Linked DNA regions of Mus musculus: region 2 is linked to region 1. The links are chromatin contacts, called in public Hi-C maps. All regions are on one chromosome and are shown on one strand. Each heading gives the region's core, a stretch centred on a gene start, on an enhancer-like site or on the middle of the called end of the contact. The rest is flanking DNA. Distances are from core to core; before and after follow the strand shown.

Region 1 (3,263 bases), core at 324-2,823:
TGATTTCTTTGGTCTGGCATTGGTGGACTATGTGGAGTGAATACATATTTGTTCATGTATCCCAAGGAAAATAACACATTGTCCACACAGAAGGACACGAAGATAGCACAGCTTCAGGTCACAGAGAACATCTGGTTAAGAGACTCTTATGCTCCCAGGAGGGTCCAGGTCACCGGGGAATCTGCCAGGTTCTGTCCTCTGGGATCTTCAGGAACTTGTGATGTTTTGTTTCCTGTTAGCTTCTGTGGCTAGGCTTCGTGTGGCTAGGCTGGTAGATATCCTAAGATGCAGTGAGCAGTTCAGGAGACCCCGTTCTGTCCCCACCAACTTTGTTCATGAATGCCTTTTTTTGCGAAAGGTCAGTGTTCAACGAACCTAGAAACAATTCTTTGCTTTACCGGATATTTTTTACTGTTTCATTTTTAAAACATCATGGCCATCACCGTCGTCATCATCATTATTATTGTGTGTTGAACACGCAGAGGTCAGAAGACGACTTCGTGAGGTCAGTTTGGTTTTCTCTTTCCATCTTTATTTACATGGAATATAGGGCACAAACTAGGATTGGCAGGTTTGTGCTGCATGCATCTTTACCCACTGAGCAGCCTGGCCAATGTTTAATCATAACAATAAAGACAACAGCTACAGTAGCAGCAGCAAAAACAACAACAGCAACAATAGCAACATCAACAAAAATAACAACAGCAGCAGCAGCAACAACAATAACACCAACAGCAGCAGCAACAACAATAACACCAACAGCAGCAACAACAACAACAACACCAACAGTAGCAACAACAAGGACGACAACAACAAAATAACAGCAACAGCAGCAGCAGCAACAACAACAAGTGCCCCACAGCAGCAAAACCAGCCGTACCTTCAATACCAGGACAGATGGTCCTTGACTTATGATGTCTCGTGTATGAGGGCTGAACTTTACAGCATTGTAAAAGTGATGTGAATTCAGCAGAAAGCATGCTTCACATTTCAAATTTTTGATCAATTCCTTGGCTAGTGACAGGCATCATGACCCCGTCTCCAGGTTGGACAGTGTCAGTCAGCCGCAGCTCCCAGTCAGCCAGAGCATCAGCAGCATCGTGAGGAAAAACAACTGACAATGCTCAGGCAGTTGCTAAGCTGTGACATTTGGCAGTTAGGATTAAATGCACTCTGACTTCTGGCATTCTCACTATGATGTATCTATCGGCTCGGCCAGCACCTCTGAATGGTACCATCCCAACTGGTGCATTAATGCCTGTCCTTTTTCTAGCTTATCTGTCATTAGAGTCAAGGAACTTTATGTTCTAGGATACTCAGATCTGGATATTCACATACTTAAATACAGATTGCCTTGCTTTATCTAATTGACTAATTTAAATTTTTATTTTGTTTTAAAAATCACTTCCTTTGTATTTTTTTTGTAATAAGTACTTTTGTTGACTATTTCAAAATTACACAAATAGATACAATATGTTGAATACAAATAGCAAAAAGGAGTAGAATGTGACTGACACAGGGTGGTTAAGAGACATTTAAGGCTCAAGCGATTGATGCAATTTCACAAGAAATCCACTGGATGGCGCAAGAATCTCATGCAAATACGTCAGGGGTGGCTACTAGAGAATTCCATTTCTCTCACATTAAATCAAAAGTGATACAAATTGTTGTAAAAGGTGTGCATCTCCCCCACATCCTCACAAGGGATTGTATTTTTCTCCTTTTTTTTTTTGGCCTGTGTGTTGGCAAGGCACTAGTCTCCTGTATTCACGGTCAGAGCCGGCCCCTGAGTCTGTTTTCCCTAAGGTTCAATGCCAAGCCTTCAGACGTGGCCAGTTGCGCGGGGAAAATGACTGCTTTAGCTTTGGTAAAAATCTGAGGAGCAGAATTTTGAAGAATGAGAATTAAAGCTGTACTCCACACTGTGTTGAAGTTTGCCATACCAGCGTTACCGGCTCTGGGACAAACAGCACTGTCTTCTCCCCAGCGTAAAACACAGCATTAATATTAACATGGAGAAAGGGCCAAGCAAGAGAAACTGCATTGATGCTTTTATTCATTTATTTATCAGAGCAAAACTATTTTGTGTATGTGTATATGTGTTTGGTCATGTATATATGTATTCCGTGTGTGTGTGTGTGTGTGTGTGTGTGTGTGTAGGTCAGAGGTTAATGTCCAGTAGCTTCCTCAGTTACTCCCTTTGATGTCTTGTTTTGTTTGTTTTCATGGTGAATAATGTGTAGTTAAGATCAATAGCTGTTTGGAGTGTAGCTCAGTGCATGGGGCCCTGGGTTCAATCCCTAGCACCTCTAACTACAAGTCTATCTTTGGGGCTGGAAAGAAACTTCAGTGGTTACTATTGCATCCTGCTCATACAGAGGACCCAAGTTCAATCCCCAGCTATCAACCACCTGTGACCCCAGCTCCAGGAATCTAGTGCCCTCTTCTGGCCTCTGTGAGTGCCTGTGATCAATTGTGTAAACAGGTGGACACCACATAATTAAAATAAACCTTTGTTTTTTTAAGTAAAGAATTATCCGCGGGATTTAACTGGATTTCAGTGGAGCTGGAACTCCATTTAAGTGCTCCCAGATTTGTTGGCAATAGCTAGAGGACCATAATCAGGAGTCAGACGGACTTGTGCCTTCTTCTCCCCGCCAGCCTGATTGATTCTGGTTATTCCAACATAGAATTTCTTCCCAGCCTGGGGCTTATTGGCCTTGGCACCTATGACGAACAAAGTGTGTCATTGTCTTTGTCTGACATGGCTGACTTGGCAGTCAGGGGAAACTGGATGACGACATAGTGGTCGAGTTTGTTTTTCCTGGACATACTCTTGCCAAGGGCATTTGGACCACATCCAGAGTGGCCCTGCCTTGGGCTGCCAGAAAGTGGGTGACATGTACCCCTTCTCTTTTTTGTGACTGTGGACGTCTTTCTGCACCACTTTCTCGATCACGAGAGACTTTGGCTCGGAAGCTTTTGGTCTTCACTTTCATGGTTGTATTGGTCTCCACCTTAGTTTTGAGGCAGGGTCTCCCACTAAGCTTGCCAATTCCCCAACACTGCTGAGCTCGCCAGCCCCAGGGACTCCTCATGTCTGATGCCTCTGCTCTGCCCAACTGTGTATGCTTCTGAGAATCGAACTCTGGTCCCTATGCCTTTAGGGCAAGCACTTTAGCAACTGGGTCGTCTCCCAGCCTGGAAAAGTTATTTTATTTTATTTTATTTTATTTTATTTTATTTTATTTCATTTTATTATT
Region 2 (3,038 bases), core at 8-2,507, 140 kb after region 1:
GCCTTCACCTTCGCCATGCTTGTCTGACACAAATGTGGCACAGAGCAGCTCCCAGCTCCCAGCTCCCAGCTCCCAGCTCCCAGCTCCCAGCTCCCAGCTCCCAGCTCCCAGCTCCCAGCTCCCAGCTCCCAGCTCCCAGCTCCCAGCTCCCAGCTCCCAGCTCCCAGCTCCCAGCTCCCAGCTCCCAGCTCTGCCTGCCTTTTCTCAGGATAACAGTAACAGTCCTGAGCAGTCGATATGTGCTTTACTGAGACCCAGCTCTTTCTACGTTCTGAGAGTCCTGTATTAATTCTCATTTCTCACTTTGCTTTACTCCAAGGCTTCACCATCACACTATTCCTTACCATGGAAACATTTCCAGCACTTCTTGAAGGTGAAGAGGGGTGCCAGTTTAATTTTTTTTTTTTAGCACTTTAAATTTTATCTTTAGTTGACAAGTAATAACTGTGCTTGTTTCTGGGGCACGATGTGCCTCTTGGACCTATGCATACATTATAGACTTTGCTGGGTGTAGCGTACTGAATTTGCATATTACTGTGACATTGAGATGCAATATTATAGAAGCATGTATTCCGTTGGAAACTGAGATACAGAAAGTGAATAATTTAGCCAGTACCATATGAATAGCTGGATGCGGAGCTAAGACTTGAACTTGCTGGCAGAGATTTTCCTTCACTGCTCCAAAACGCCTAAATATTTAGTCCTTTTTTTCTGGTCCAATTTTAAGCCAACGACTCTGATAAATTCAATTTATATCTCTGGGATTATAAGGTGGGCATTCATTGCTATGCTAATAGTACATCAGGGTAATAAAGGTGGTCGACATTTCTAGAATGTTCTATAGCCTGGGAACTACTCTCAGACACAGTCCCGTTTGATAAGGAAAGCCTTGCCTTGGGTAAAGAGATGGCTTTCTTGGCAGGTGCCCTCTCCCTCTAGAATGGGGAGAACACCCAGGTCACAGTGATAGATAATGAGACATTGGTTCTGCTGCTTTTCAAACCCTGTAAGTACAATGGACTGAACTGGACCTCTGCTTAGATTGTTCTTGGGGTCTGGAGCCTGAAAGTGAGGTAATTGAAAATGGAGCAAGAACAGCAAACAAGAGGCATAGAGAAGTCTCCGCATCACTGAGGCAAACGCTGACAGGAGCGAGCACAGTAAAATATTTTACTACGAGGCAGAATTACTCCAAAGACTGATGGACTCGCTCGCGAGACCCACTCACATTTATGAAGGTCATAAGTTACCGACGCCTGGCTCACTCACAGGAGCACAGCCATCACCTTTTATGGGTGAAACTTCCTGCAATATATTAAACTCTCCAGAAAACAGACAAGGGGTTTATGGCAAACGATAACTTTAATGCCTAGAAACCATTTGGTGATTTTGGGAGGATTATTAGTAACAAGGGCAAGATGCTGAGCTGTTTCCAGGCCTGGGCCTTCTCTCTCTCTCTCCTGCCTGCTCGAAACAGTCTTCATTTTTATCTTAGTGTTTCAGCCAGAAACGTTGACCGCAAGGCCGTCTGTGGTGAAGTGGAGTGCTGAGGAAGGCATCTAAGCAGGATAGAGCCTTATTGGGTGAAAAGTCCTCACGGCCCTTGGGTAATGGGCACATGGAAAGCGGAAAGAAGAACCCTGCAAAAATCTTCAGGCTGTGGCTTAGACTGTCCTTGAAAACCCCATGTGAGTCCTCCTATCCATTTGGAGGAAGTAAACTGAAGGACAAGGTGGGGGTGTCGTGTCATCTTTAGGAAGACATTGATCTACCTCAGGATTCAGAGAGGGCCTTACTCAACAAAGTCTGCTATTCTCAAGCTCTCCTAAGTGCCCAAGAGCCTCAGCTCTCGGCTCTGAGAGAGGCGTTTAAATGGCTGCTGATAGTCGGCAGAGGGGCTAATGGAAGCTGTGCTGGAAGACCTGGCCATGGAAGAAACCTCAGAGAGGTGTATCAGGAGGGGAAGCGAGAGTTGCTGCCTGCACACAGCCTCATTTGTGTGGGACTATGCATCCAGTGTGACTCTGGGGCGTTGGTTTCTTCATTCATAGTGGATGCAGACGAGTTCTCCCTTGAGGCTCTCTGAGTTGCACTTCTTACCTGCATTGTGTAGCCTGCTCTAGCCCCTCTTCAGATTATCATATATTCTGTTTCCCCAATCCCTGTTTTTAAGAGCACTTTCAACCGAGAACCAAGCTCCTGAATCAGCTCGCAAAGAAACCGAAATCCCCCTGGAAGGGGGCAGCTTAGAAGCCCGGTCTCCATTTCTCCACAGTGCACAACCATCTGACTGGCTTAGAACTCCCATTTCTCCTCTGAAAACGGCCCCTCTCACTCAGTACACTGTAATAAGGCTTTATCTCTGGTTCCTGAAATTATTGACTGGCTGCTTCTTCTCCACTCCAAGATTTGGGGCTCTCAGTGCAGTCCTAGGTCCCAGCTCAGCTCCAGTATCTTGATGCGTGACCTCTTCAGACAGTGGAGGGGTGAACTGAAGAAGGCAGACTCTACATCCTCTTCCTACAGTAGAGTGATACAGACAAAGGAGAAGCTATCTTACACACTAAGAGGCAGGTCTTCTCCAGAAGCAGAGAGCAGTGCCCATAACTCTTCAGTGGAGGTCAAGAGTTTGTGAATGTGTTCCTACTCCATGCTAGGATGTTGACAGGCTTGGTCTTGTGTAGTTCTTGTTCAGACAGAAGTTCATGAGTATAGTGGTCCTCTCATTGTCTAACAGACACAATTTCACGCCATCCCTCCTGACCTCTGCCTCTTACATTCTTCCTGCTCCATCTTCCAAGATGGCCCCTGAGCCTTTGGGAAGGTATGAGATATGATTGCCCTCTTTGTTTCTGAGTGCTTCACGGACACTAATTCTCTGCGCTTTACCAGTTGTGGAAACTCTCTTCCTTTACCTTGACTTTATCTTCCAAAGATTTTCTTGAGGAGGAATTTCTGGGGCTGTAGGGAAGGCTTGAAGGCCCCTTGATCCCTTCACAGTGCCTGTGGCATAATTCATGCAACATAACATTGGTCCT

The links. Hi-C and Micro-C count contacts between places; a contact is called where the count stands out from the background.
Region 2: a contact with region 1 is called in a Hi-C map of uterus, with 5 times the contacts expected there. The contact joins two enhancer-like sites. A contact is called at or near these places in 16 of 484 Hi-C or Micro-C datasets (the HL-1 cell line, cerebellum, cerebral cortex and 9 more).

The regions. Positions count from the first base shown.
Region 1 is chr1:167,940,553-167,943,815 of GRCm38.p6, forward strand. No RefSeq gene overlaps it. Among named protein-coding and RNA genes, the nearest start is that of Lmx1a, 250 kb to the left of the region's middle. Within about 2 kb of position 1,574, at least 21 of the 459 cell types and tissues checked have an H3K27ac peak or open chromatin away from gene starts, as enhancers often do. A contact at or near this core is called in uterus, where this site is marked.
Region 2 is chr1:168,080,289-168,083,326 of GRCm38.p6, forward strand. No RefSeq gene overlaps it. Among named protein-coding and RNA genes, the nearest start is that of Gm51671, 260 kb to the right of the region's middle. Within about 2 kb of position 1,258, at least 3 of the 459 cell types and tissues checked have an H3K27ac peak or open chromatin away from gene starts, as enhancers often do. A contact at or near this core is called in uterus, where this site is marked.